Regions from separate parts of the Danio rerio genome. Here regions 1 and 2 are each linked to region 3. A link is a contact called in public Hi-C and HiCAR-type data. All regions are on one chromosome and are shown on one strand. Each heading gives the region's core, a stretch centred on a gene start, on an enhancer-like site or on the middle of the called end of the contact. The rest is flanking DNA. Distances are from core to core; before and after follow the strand shown.

Region 1 (4,286 bases), core at 209-2,708, 140 kb before region 3:
TAATTTTTTATGAACCATTTTAAGGACATTAGGAAGTTTTTCGATAGTCTACAGAACAAACCATCGTTATACAATAACTTGCCTAATTACCCTAACCTGCCTAGTTGCCTAATTTACCTAGTTAAGCGTTTAAATGTCACTTTAAGCTGTATAGAAGTGTCTTGAAAAAATATTTAACCAAATATTATTTACTGTCATCATGGCAAAAATAAAATAAATCAGTTATTAGAAATGAGTTAATAAAACTATTATGCTTAGAAATGTGTTGAAAAAAATCTTCACTCTGTTAAACAGAAATTGGGGGGAAAATACACAGGGGGCTAATAATTCTGACTTCAACTATATATATACATATAGACCCATATAACTTCAACAAATCCACATTTAAGGTTTTTAAGTCACTAAAGAATGCAATAAATTGTTGCCATTTTTCAAAAAACTGTTCTCCCCTACCACTTATGTTGTACAGGTGTAATTAAAAAAATACCACAACTTCGAAAATCTGTATGTAATTAAAGAAACAAGATGGAACCTTGAGAAATTAATCAATGTGAAGAGACTTAACGTTTTTTTTTTTTTTCAGGAAAAAACAAGTTCATAGATGTTCAATATGACTCTCTCCACACTCTCTGTAGCATCTTTGGCTTACCAGTTTTGATAGCTGCAGTTATTTCTTCTTTTAGTTACTTGATGTGAAACTTCAGAGCTTCCTTAAATCACCAACAGAAAGAGCTTAGCTGTCCTTTTCTTCTTTGCAGAGTTCTCGATTTTTAAAGTTGTGGTATTGTTTATGAATAAGCCTATTTAATTTTCCCAAGTTTTAAAAAGAAGACCAATCTTTGAGCCATAATGAAATAGAGGGGGGTTGTGGGGAGCTGTTTACTATTTTAATTGAATAGGATTTCAAATGTAACCACTTTAAGGGAAAAATCTCCCAAAATTGTTTATTTTCTATCATTTTATTATTTACTCTTTTTTGCCTTCAAGTGGTTCCAAACCTTTATGAGTTTTTTTTAAAACAAGCAAAAAGATATTTTTAAGAATGCTGAAAACCTGTAACCATTGACTTCCATAGGAAAAATAAATACTATAGAAACACTATGGCCAATGGTTGTAGGTTTTCTTCAATACATCTTTTGTGTTCAACAGAAATAAACTCATAAAGGTTTAAAACAAGTAAATAGTAAGTAAATGATGACAGAATTTTTAGTTTTGAAAATATTTAAAGTATTTTGTTTAGATTTAATTTAAATTTATTAAAAAAAAAAAAAGCATGTAGAAAACTAAACCGATCTTTTCTTGTTGTGTACATAGGAATTTATTTCACAAATATGTCCTAAAGGCCTTTTTGAAATGTGCATTTTTTATTTGAGGTTTGATGTAATCTCAACATAAAGAGAGGGTGGGACATAGAATAGCTCCTCTCCTTTAAAACAAACCGTTTTGTTTTGTCACAGCTCTGCCAGTGAGAGTGGATGAGATCAAGAGCATCAAAGGACAGCAAATGAGAAGGGACAGGTCTGGACATGTCAGATACTCAAGAACATTTGACTGATCAAGATTTGATGAGAAGCTGAAGTATAAGGTAACAGAAAATCTGGTGGAGGTGACAAACCAAAAGCTTTTAATGTTTCTATCCTCTAAATGTTAATTTTTTCTCTGTTTTAGAGCACATATACAGTTGAAGTCAGACTTATTAGCCCCCCTTTGAATTCTTTTTTTCTTCTTTAAATATTTCCCAAATTATGTTTAACAGAGCAAGGAAATTTTCACAGTATATCTGATAATATTTTTTCTTCCGGAGAAAGACTTTTTTGTTTTATTTCGGCTAGAAAAAAAAAAGTTTTTAAATTTTTAATACCATTTTAAGGTCAAAATTATTAACCCATTTAAGCTATATTTTTTACATAACAAACCACCTTTATACAATAATTTGCCTAATTACCCTAACCTGCTTAATTAACCTAATTAACCCAGATAAGCCTTTAAATGTCACTTTAAACTGTAAAGAAGTGTCTTGAAAAATATCCAGTAAAATATTAGTTACTGTCATCATGGCAAAGATAAAATAAATCAGTTATTAGAAATGAGTTATTAAAACTATATGTTTAGAAACGTGTTGAAAAAATCTGCTCTCAGTTAAATAGAAATTGGGTGAAAAAATTAACAGAGGGCTTATAATTACAAACTTCAACTGTAGCTTACCTTAGCATAATGCTACTAACATCTAAAAACTTCATTTTAATTTCGCTGGATTTTAAAAGTACAGTGAAAAGTATCTTTGAGTATAAAAATTAATATCTAAATTGAAGTATAATTAAACTGCAGAAATAATATATAATTAGTGAAACTAAAAGACTGATATTTGCTTAAATAGTTGTGCAAAATGTTTTTGTTTTAGTATCTTTGAAAGCATTGTATTGGCTATATTGTCTGCTTGTATATTAAGTCGTAATCATTTTTCCGTCAAGCTTATTGCTTTTTTTATGTACATGATGTCAATATTTCACAACACATTTGCCAGGCCACAAAAAAAAAAAAAACAATAACCTTGATTGTGGTCAAAAGCAATGAAATATTGAACTGGATTCCCAATGCATGCACTTGATATGTTTTTCGAAATCCATGCAGGTTTACAGAAACTCAGGCATCCATCATCCCGGTCATAGTTTCCAGGAGATCAATAATGCAAAATGACACTTTTTATATGCAGGCTCAAAGCGAAAGCCTTCCATTTTCTGTGTGATTTATTCCTGCGCTCCAAGCTGTCACCTTCCATCACCGCTGCTTTTATCACTAAATAAAAAGCTGTGCTATAAATCGCAGGCGTCGTGGGGTCATTGTATCACAATGCAGTGACGCTCACAGCAATCCTGCTCTTCATCTGACCAATTTATTCAAAGCATCAGGCCTTTATTTAACACGGGAGAGGTCAGGTCACCTTCCAGCGTAGGTGCGCTTGGGTTAATGGCAAACAGCTGAAGCACATCGCATTGTATTTCCCCAGAATTCATGGCCAGCTACACTTACCATACAGCTCTACCATATGAAATGAAAATACTATGGTTGTTTATAGTGCATACTATAGTGTTTTTCAACCATACTATATAGTAAAGTGTATTATATTGTGTACATTTCAGCACTAAAGGTGACTTTTTTCATTAAAGATCCTGTGAAGTGCTTTGAAATATGCATTCTTATTTGATGTTTTACATAATCTCAACTAAAATACAAACAAAGGGACATAGTGTAGCTCCTCCCCTTTAAAAAACAGCCAATAGACTGATTTCACGCAGCCGCCATTTAAAAAGTGAAATCGATGCTGCAGTGGGAAGAAATTCATAAGTATCACTTGAGTCACAGAGGAAGTTGTGTACCTGGCTGTATATCATATCAGCGAAGAGAAAGCAACACAAATGTATAATGTCACCATCTTCCGAGTGACCCAAAGGTCCGTTCTGAATGGAAAGTGAAAATAAAAAGGGATCTCAGAACTCATTTTCAGTTCTGTTAAGGGAAATGGCACTAGTTAGCTAACGTTTTCTTTCCCAAACACACGTTTTAGATGCCATTTATCAAACTCAAGTTAATGAACTGAATCTTTTACTATATTAGATCTGTCACGATACGTAATTTTGTTACTTTGTAAACGTCAATTTCCCACTAACATTCAAGCGCTGTTGAACGCAACACTGCTGACTTGCCATAGTATTCACCAGTGCTCAACAGAAATGACTGTGATCGGCCATGAACGTCAACAGTTCATTGTACTTCACTGATGTTTACCGAGTGCAAACAAAGACAAGCAATCGACTGATCTTTGTGGTTTTAAGATGCTTCAGTGTTCGTGTATCTGTGTTTGCACTTGGTGAAGATCGGTGAACTGATGACCTTCACGGCCAATCACAGCCATTTCTGTTGAGCACTGGTGAATACTATGGCAAATCAGCAGTGTTTAAAAGCGTGCACAGCGGCGCATAAATGTTAGCAGGAAATCCAAATTTTTAAACCTTCTGTACCGGGACAACACTAATCCAGACAACACTAGGATACAGATGACTGCAATGTTTTATCGCTCACCGGGTTATATACGCTGAAGCAGGGAAGCATCCTCACAGTGTTTACCTGGTGCCGTGAACTGAAGCCTAGGAGGACTCTACAGCGTATTACTCTTAAAGAGATCGTGATGTTGTTTGATGCCTAAAATGCTTTTAATTGTTTAAATTAAACTAAACTAAATTATATTAAAGTGATGTTTACACCATATCTGCATTTTAAAATTGCAA
Region 2 (4,111 bases), core at 903-3,402, 160 kb before region 3:
GTATTAACGTTTACACCACCCCCAACCCTAAACCCAACCATCACAGTTATTAACGTCTACACCATCCCCAACCCTAAACCCAACCATCACAGTTATTAACGTCTACACCATCCCCAACCCTAAACCCAACCATCAAAGTTATTAACGTCTACACCTTCCCCAACCCTAAACCCAACCATCACAGTTATTAACGTCTACACCTTCCCCAACCCTAAACCCAACTATCACAGTTATTAACATCTACACCTTCCCCAACCCTAAACCCAACTATCACAGTTATTAACGTCTACACCTTCCCCAACCCTAAACCCAACCATCACAGTTATTAACGTCTACACCATCCCCAACCCTAAACCCAACCGTGTCAGTTATTAACGTCTACACTTTCCCCAACCCTAAACCCAACCATCCCAGTTATTAATGTCTACACCTTCCCCAACCCTAAACCCAACCATCACAGTTATTAACGTCTACACCTTCCCCAACCCTAAACCCAACCATCACAGGTATTAACGTTTACACCACCCCCAACCCTAAACCCAACCATCACAGTTATTAACGTCTACACCATCCCCAACCCTAAACCCAACCATCACAGTTATTAACGTATACACCATCCCCAACCCTAAACCCAACCATCACAGTTATTAACGTCTACACCATCCCCAACCCTAAACCCAACCATCCCAGTTATTAATGTCTACACCTTCCCCAACCCTAAACCCAACCATCACAGTTATTAACGTCTACACCATCCCCAACCCTAAACCCAACCATCACAGTTATTAACGTCTACACCATCCCCAACCCTAAACCCAACCATCACAGTTATTAACGTCTACACCATCCCCAACCCTAAACCCAACCATCACAGTTATTAACGTCTACACCTTCTCCAACCCTAAACCCAACCATCAAAGTTATTAACGTCTACACCATCCCCAACCCTAAACCCAACCATCACAGTTATTAACGTCTACACCTTCCCCAACCCTAAACCCAACTATCACAGTTATTAACGTCTACACCATCCCCAACCCTAAACGCAACCATCACAGTTATTAACGTCTACACCTTCCCCAACCCTAAACCCAACTATCACAGTTATTAACGTCTACACCTTCCCCAACCCTAAACCCAACTATCACAGTTATTAACGTCTACACCTTCCCCAACCCTAAACCCAACCATCACAGTTATTAACATCTACACCTTCCCCAACCCTAAACCCAACCGTGTCAGTTATTAACGTCTACACTTTCCCCAACCCTAAACCCAACCATCACAGTTTTTAACTTACACCTGCGAGTTTCAGAGGCTTTCATACTTGACGCGCTCGCCACTGTACTGTTATTTGCAACCACAAAGGGCGACGCTGAGTAGATTAACTGTCATGACAAAACGGATGAAGAAGTCTGGGAGTGGAGTTGCTAAATGAATAAATATAAAAATATATCAAATAAATTGGTTGTGGATAAATTTGGAGAAAACCCATAAAAACATTTGGTTCAATGGGATCTCGATAACTGCTAGGTATGCCTCTAACTTACTACAAGTTATGCCCCTTCATCTTATGCCCTCGTCTTGCAGTTCGCAGATACAGATACACTTGTACAAATGTGGGAACGGTGGGAGAACCAGCTCATTTGCATTTAAAAACACAGGCTACAGCTAGACTTTGTTTGAGCTCAAAATGGGCATATTCTGCATTGTATAATAAACAGTCGGATGGGTATTTTGAGCTGGACACATTCTAGAGAAACCAAAGACTTAAATCTTGTATAAAAAGGTAAATTGGGGCCCTTTAAACCATAATAAAGGATAAAATTGTGTATAAATCTTGTTTTGGACAAATACTCAAACTGGTATGCAGTAACAGTGTAATAGTCATTTTCGACTCATCCAACAGATGGAGCACTTCAGTGTTTGCGTCAGTCCTAGCGCGTTAATTTCCATGTTGGCTGTTTTAAGTTATCCAACAGTCAAGGGTCTTGTAATAGCCACTTGCGGGTGTCTTAATTACCATAACCCAGTTAATGGCAGGGATACAGGGACTGTAATGAGCAGACTGGAGAGGCTACTTTTGACACAGCTGCTCTAGACAGTGCTAAGAGTCTGACTTTACTGTGAAGGCGCTAATGCGGCTACACTACATGACTCACAATGACAGAGAAACGCTGGACAGACGCAGCTGAAACTGAAGACAAAAACACATTGTTGAAGAACTACAAGTATCACTTAACATCATCTCGTTCTACACAAGCTTAAGATATCATGTTAGCAAGCTAAGATTTCCCTGCTGAAAAGACCTGATTAGTGTGGATTTTCATGCTGGTTCAGGCTAGTTTATGCTGTCCATTCCTTATTTTCAGAAAATAGCATTGTATGAGAAGGGTTTAAATAACATAATGGGGACTTAATAAATTCCAAACAAGTGACTATTTTTTGCATTAACTGTCTCACCTTTGTCTTCAATTACAGTAGCAGTATTTGATTACAGTAGAATACCACAAATTCCTAATATACAGTAAGTTATTGTAAAAGAAAGTTTTAAAATGACCCACAATGCAGTTCATATTACAGTTGTAAACTGTAAAGGATGTATCTGGTATTTTACTGGCCATTTTTGCAGTTAATAACTATTATAATAACTAAAGTCTAATAGTGCAGAAGACCCACTAAAGTTTTTTAGTATGAGAATAGTTTTTTTTTCTATAGCAACAATTTGATTTAATAAGAATCATTTAATTAAATAGTAAACAAAATATTTTAAAGTACGCCTATTTTACCTCTTTTTCACGATTTAAGATAAGATTTTGTGTCTCCAGACTGTGTCTGTAATGTTTCAGCTAAAAACACTCATCAGATTATTTTTGTACCTTTTTAAATCTGGGGAATTTGAGCTATTAAGACATTGTAGCTGTTTTTGTTGCCTGTGCCTTTAATGAAAATGAGCTAGTTCTCGCCCACCGTTTGCCAAGTGTGTGTCAGAGCTGTAGCCTTTACATAGATAAACAGCACAGTGACAGACAAGAATGCAGCAGATCTCCCTTACTAAAGTAAGAACTTCCCTACTGTTATTTATTATATTTGCAACAACGAGTCACACACAATGTTGCTATAAAGTTCATGCACACATACACACACACACACACACACACACGTTTAGATTTGCACGGTAAATATGACAGAATACACAATAATATCCACTGCTGTATGGACGTCCGTTATATTATTGTACAAAGTAAACCTGATTTAACGTTCACAATTCAGGATTGAAGTTTCTTTTTTATAATTTGTCACCTTAGAATTATAAGGTTCTATAAGACAATTTTGTCAAAATTGACATATTCTTTTTAAATGATAACTTATTTACATTGTGGGATGCTTTTTATAAGTTGTTTGCATTTTAAGACTTTAAGACACATACTGTTTGCTATGGAATGCAAAAACTTTGAAGCTCAATATCTCAAAATCATTCAGAACGCAGATAGAACCTTATAATTCTAAGGTGACGAATGTACTTTTAATTGAATTACATAGTGATTTTACTGTCATTATTACAAACATGCACTGTTTTAGAAACGTTTAAAATTTATAAAACTCATTATTGAGGTGCAGACGATCACAAAGGGTTAAACGGATCTTTTAATCCCAGTTGCTTTGTGCACGTACTCTCCTGTCAATCAATTTGGTGGGCGGGGAAAACCGGACTCCTACTTCACGTTGTGGTGAGCCTTTAAATGGGAGGGATTTGGATCCTGTTTTAGTCAAGAAATAAAAAAAGAGACTTATTGTATATCTATTACTCCAATATGACTGTGGACATACTATACCTGCACGCACAGTTCTGTCCAAACAGCTTACAAAAGATGATTTTCAGCATAGGTCCCCTTCAAGGATCAAAGTGCAAATTCCCCTAAAAACAAATTAATTTGTTTTAAATAAAACAAAATTATTCTAGGTTTAATGTACATGAAATTAAACCATAACTTTACAATTCCTTTTGTCAGCAAAGCATTTTTAATCTTATAAAATAAAACAAAAGTTTGTCATTACTTATTTATTATTCTTTAGTACATTTTAATAAAAAAAGTATGTAGTTTCATTT
Region 3 (4,623 bases), core at 1,887-4,386:
TTAAATTATTCTCATATATCTAAAACTGTACACAGCAGTCTGTCCAAGCTAAGGTCCCAGATCAGCAGTTAACTACACATAAATCAAGAATTAATCTTTTATTAGACCAATGTTATTGTAAGGATGGGTCTCAAACTCAAATTCTGAAGGGCTGCAGCTCTGCACAGTTTTACTCCAATCCCAATCAAACAGCTTTCAATAATATATATATATATATATATATATATATATATATATATATATATATATATATTGTTTGTGTGTATACACATAAGGCAACTTTAGACAACATAGTTCTCAATTTCTTTTACTGTGGCATATTAAGCGGCTTTTTAATTATTTAGTTAGCTGACATAGATTTGATTTGTTAGAAAATGTTTATATATGATTTCAGAGGCAAAACCTTCAACTCATCTATTTATCATACAAATAATATAGTACTTTTATTCTTTTATTATCAGCATGCGTTGGTTATATGTTGAACCCTATGTGCTTTCAGAATTCTGTGTATTGCCTTGGTCATATGGATCAAAGATAACCCACAATCTCTAAACTCTAAAACAAAACAGAGAATCATATTTTTGTCTTTAAATCTATTGTGCATGCCTAGTTTTTGTGATCTAACTATGTTGTTTGTTTTAGCTGGTTAGTCAAAATTTGACTTGTAAGATAATCATTGTATATCCATATGTGTACAGCCTTTATGATAATATAAAAGTATTCATTTTTTCTAATGTTGGGGTTCTTTTAGGAAAATTAATCAAACGTCAATATAAAAAAAAACATCATTTAGGAGCTTAAAGTGATGCTTTATGGCATTACTATGAAAACTCTTATAGTGGAACCTTTATTTTAAGAGAGTAAACTTCATTTGATCTGCAATAAAGAAGTAGAGCGCAAAAAGGAAACCGAAGCATGTAAGCTTCTTCTGGTAAGTACATCTTGCAGAAGTGTCTCCTAATGATGAGGTACCTGCCATTATAACTGTCCCCTGGGCTGTGCAGGAAATGGGTCCTGTACTAAAAGTGGAAGAAGCTCTTTTTCAAATGAAACTTTACAAGGACACTGTATCTGATCAATTATACTTCAGAGGATGATGAAAACATTTACTTCTTGAAAAGCCTAGATCTTTACAGATACTGAGCATCTACAGACTAGATCTATATTCACTGGGAAATCAGATCATTTCTCCTTTCAGTTTCAGGTGGAGGATCACTGTAGATACAGAGTTATAAATCAAAATAAGCTGCGGCATAACAAAATACACATCTCTTGTCTTATAATTTTAAAAGGAGATTTCCTCTGTCAGACAGTTTACCATTGTTTTATATTCCAAAATATTTTGTCAGGAATATTTAAAACAGGAAATGTTTGAAGAAATAATTAAAAACTGCACTCTCAGAAATAATGGTAAACAAAACATGTCACTGGTATGGTACCTTTTCAAATGATACAATTTTTTTCTTAAAAGATTCTTACAGGTACATTTTAATACCTAAAAAGTACAAATGTGTACCTCAAAGTCCCTTAAAGGTACAAAATTACAAAAGCATTTTCAGTCCATAATATTGTAGTATTATTAATGTAAACTACTTAGTAATGCCCATCATTTCACTAAGTAATAAATGTCTTCAAAAGCTGAAAGAGCACACTTACCTGTAGAGGCAGGACAATCAACAGGAACTGTAAGCGCGTCAGATGAGTGGCAAATCCGGATTTCACCATTTCCAGATGTAAAAAGTTCTCAGGTGAACATGTTTTTTACAAACATATTTTTGTTGCGTGTTAGCAGACCTCTGAAATCATAACGTGTGGTTTCACACGCATATGCTTTCATCGCGAGGAAAGAGAAACAAAACCTTCGTTGCAGCACATTTATAATCGCGACATTGACGACCCACGTCTCTGAACAATTCTTCTTCTTCCGCTTTTTTAAACTACACTGTAAAAAAAATTGTAATTTTACGGTTTATTTCTGGCAGCTGGAGTGCCGGAAAAAAAAAAAAAAAGTTAAATAAATTACTTAAAATTGAATTACAGAAATGTACTGTAAACACTACTAGCTTAATAAACTACTAATGGTCTATATGCACAGAGACTTTAATTTTTTAGCCAGCCAGCTACAGGACTTCCTGTCTTTCCATTATAAAATTGCCACGTTTAAGGTCTGATTTCTTTACGAATCAGTGATCTTCAGTACCTGAAAGATAAATTATATAAAGTGGGTCTCAGACTGGACAAAAAAGTACTGCAATCATTTCCATTTTCACCTGCCATGTATTTAAAATATGACAGTTTTTTTTTACCCCAGTACTTTGAATTGAGTTTCTGCACTCACCTGCACTGTAAAACCCAATAGTCAACTTTATCAAATGAAATGAATGTAGTTAACTCAAAATTTATTGAAAGTTAACTCTACTAATTTGAAAAGAGTTTTGAACTCAGTGTTAGAGGTAATATGTTGATTAAATACCTCATTACTTCAACCTAAATGGAGTAAGTTCACAGTTCTTATATAGATTATTATTATTTATTTATTTATTTATTTTACCTCGAATGGTTTGTAGTGATCGGTTTCCTCAAACAGTTTGAGTTCCCTTAACTTATTGGGTTTTACAGTACTCAGTTGGTTTGAGTTCTCTTCATTTATCAGGTTTTACTGTGCTTAAATTGCTTCATTTACTCAAATGGATTACATTTACAGCACTCGTTAGTATTCGTTTTTACAAACTTAAATGGTTTGTTGCAATCGGTTTCAAACGGTTTGGGTTACAAAACTTATTGGGTTTTACAGTGTAATAAACAATGCATATCTTAATAATAAGCAGGCAGCAGCATGAGTTATGACCTAAACTAAAGTAGTATTATTTAGTATATGATTTGTTTGTATATTTCAGTAGGTCAGAATAAGCACGTTTTCCCACCATATTTAGATTTTTTTATGATACTTAAACATTAGGCACTTGACATGCATCTACATAAAAATCCTTGCAAATTGTACACTGTAAAACAGACACCAAAACTGGACGTCTCATCTTTGACCCTATAGTTTCTCAATAATACTATAATACCAGCGGTCACGCAGAGCCGCATGTCTCGGAGCTGACACATGCAGAGCTCAGGATCCTCCTACACGCTCGGTCGGACACGGCGAGCCTCCACAAAATTGCTCTGAGACCTTCAGTGCTCATTTGACCGCATCTCTACAGGAGCCCGAAGACAATGCATCTGATAGAGTTCATCCAACACCTCCTGCAGAAACCCTTCTTTCTCTTCATTACAAAATCACAACAAAATTAAAACATCGGCGAGCGTGTTTTGCATTAGGCAATCAATCATAAACTAAATGAGTCTCTGCAATGATTGTGCAATCAATGAGGAATCGCGTCCTGAATGCTGATTTCTCTGTCGCCCACTATACTCTCTTATTAGTGGCTTGTACCTCTGTGTAATTATTTCATCATGAATGGAGGGGAACAGTCGTGCGTGGCCTGCGTGAAAACAGCGCAGCACAATCAGGAGACGCGGGCGTGAGATGGATGGATGTATGTGGGAGGCTGAGCTGAAGGAAGAATGACGTGTGTGTGTGTGTGTGTGTGTGTGTGTGTGTGTGTGTGTGTGTGTGTGTGTGTGTGTGTGTGTGTGTGTGTGTGTGTGTGTGTGTGTGTGTGTGCTGGGGGTGGAAGTGAATTCAGATTAACTCTGATTATGAGATATACACCAGATTTGTGTTCATTGTGTTTACTGCTTAACGCTTGAGAGATTTGAGGAGAAAACAACAATTAAAGTAGGATGGATGGCCATATTTATCGTGGAATATGGGACAGACTGATGGGATGCATGTATTTATTTTGTTAAGGACAAAATGTTTAGCCCTCCTGTGAAATATAAATAGTTTTTCAAATAGGTGATGTGTAGCAGAACAAGGAAAATTTTCACACACTGTAAAAATGAGTTCCACACAGTCAATTTGTATTGGGACAACATGAAGGGATGAGATTAACTTATTTCTTCTTAAGTGGCTTGAACATAAAACAATTAAGTTGATCCACAAAAAACTTATAGATTGTGTTGTTTTATCTCTTTTTATGAGCAGTTTGAACAAACAGCAAGCATTTTTTGAGTTTAGTAATTCCTATTATGTTTTTTTTTTTCCTGAAGAACATCTTATTTGTTAGTTTGGTTGGGAAGATATTTTTTAATAAATTTTTTTTTAAGATAAATAAAAGCTGCTATGCTCAATATTATTAGCCCTCTTAAGAAGTTTTCCCCCAATTTCTTTATTGAACAAACCCCTGTTGTCTAATAAATTTCCTAATTGACATAACCTTAACCTGAATAACCCAGTTAAGCCTTTAAATTGCATTTTAAGCTGCAGCGTCTTGCTAAATAACTTGTTAAATATGTTTTGTTCGATAAAGGTTAAAGTACACTGAAAAAACATTGTTATTTTATGTCATTTTTCCAGCAGCTGCAGTGCCAGAAAAAAAAAACAATAATGTAAAATTACAGCCGTTAAATTACAGAAATTTATAGTAAATTAACAGACTTTAAATTACAGAAATTTACGGTAAATTAACAGACTGTAAATTACAGAAATTTACGGTAAATTAACAGACTTTA

The links. A called contact is a pair of places that touch in the nucleus more often than the background predicts. HiCAR-type assays count read pairs that join an accessible place to other places.
Region 1: a contact with region 3 is called in a Hi-C map of embryo, with 1.7 times the contacts expected there. The contact joins the promoter of tnrc18 here to the enhancer-like site in region 3. A contact is called at or near these places in 6 of 18 Hi-C or Micro-C datasets (embryo and fibroblasts) and 1 of 4 datasets of contacts at active chromatin or transcription factors (caudal fin).
Region 2: a HiCAR-type map of caudal fin shows a contact between it and region 3, with 9 times the contacts expected there. The contact joins two enhancer-like sites. A contact is called at or near these places in 8 of 18 Hi-C or Micro-C datasets (caudal fin, embryo, gastrula embryo and 3 more) and 3 of 4 datasets of contacts at active chromatin or transcription factors (caudal fin, embryo and gastrula embryo).

What each region holds. Positions count from the first base shown.
Region 1 is chr3:39,336,603-39,340,888 of GRCz12tu, forward strand. tnrc18 (trinucleotide repeat containing 18) reads left to right here and starts at 1,459. Exons shown (of 30, transcript XM_073944922.1): 1 at 1,459-1,585.
Region 2 is chr3:39,314,174-39,318,284 of GRCz12tu, forward strand. It overlaps LOC141381253 (a long non-coding RNA gene), which reads right to left. Exons shown (of 3, transcript XR_012401148.1): 2 at 3,837-3,919. Among named protein-coding and RNA genes, the nearest start is that of tnrc18, 22 kb to the right of the region's middle. Within about 2 kb of position 2,153, at least 3 of the 62 cell types and tissues checked have an H3K27ac peak or open chromatin away from gene starts, as enhancers often do.
Region 3 is chr3:39,470,780-39,475,402 of GRCz12tu, forward strand. No RefSeq gene overlaps it. Among named protein-coding and RNA genes, the nearest start is that of actb2, 12 kb to the right of the region's middle. Within about 2 kb of position 3,137, at least 22 of the 62 cell types and tissues checked have an H3K27ac peak or open chromatin away from gene starts, as enhancers often do.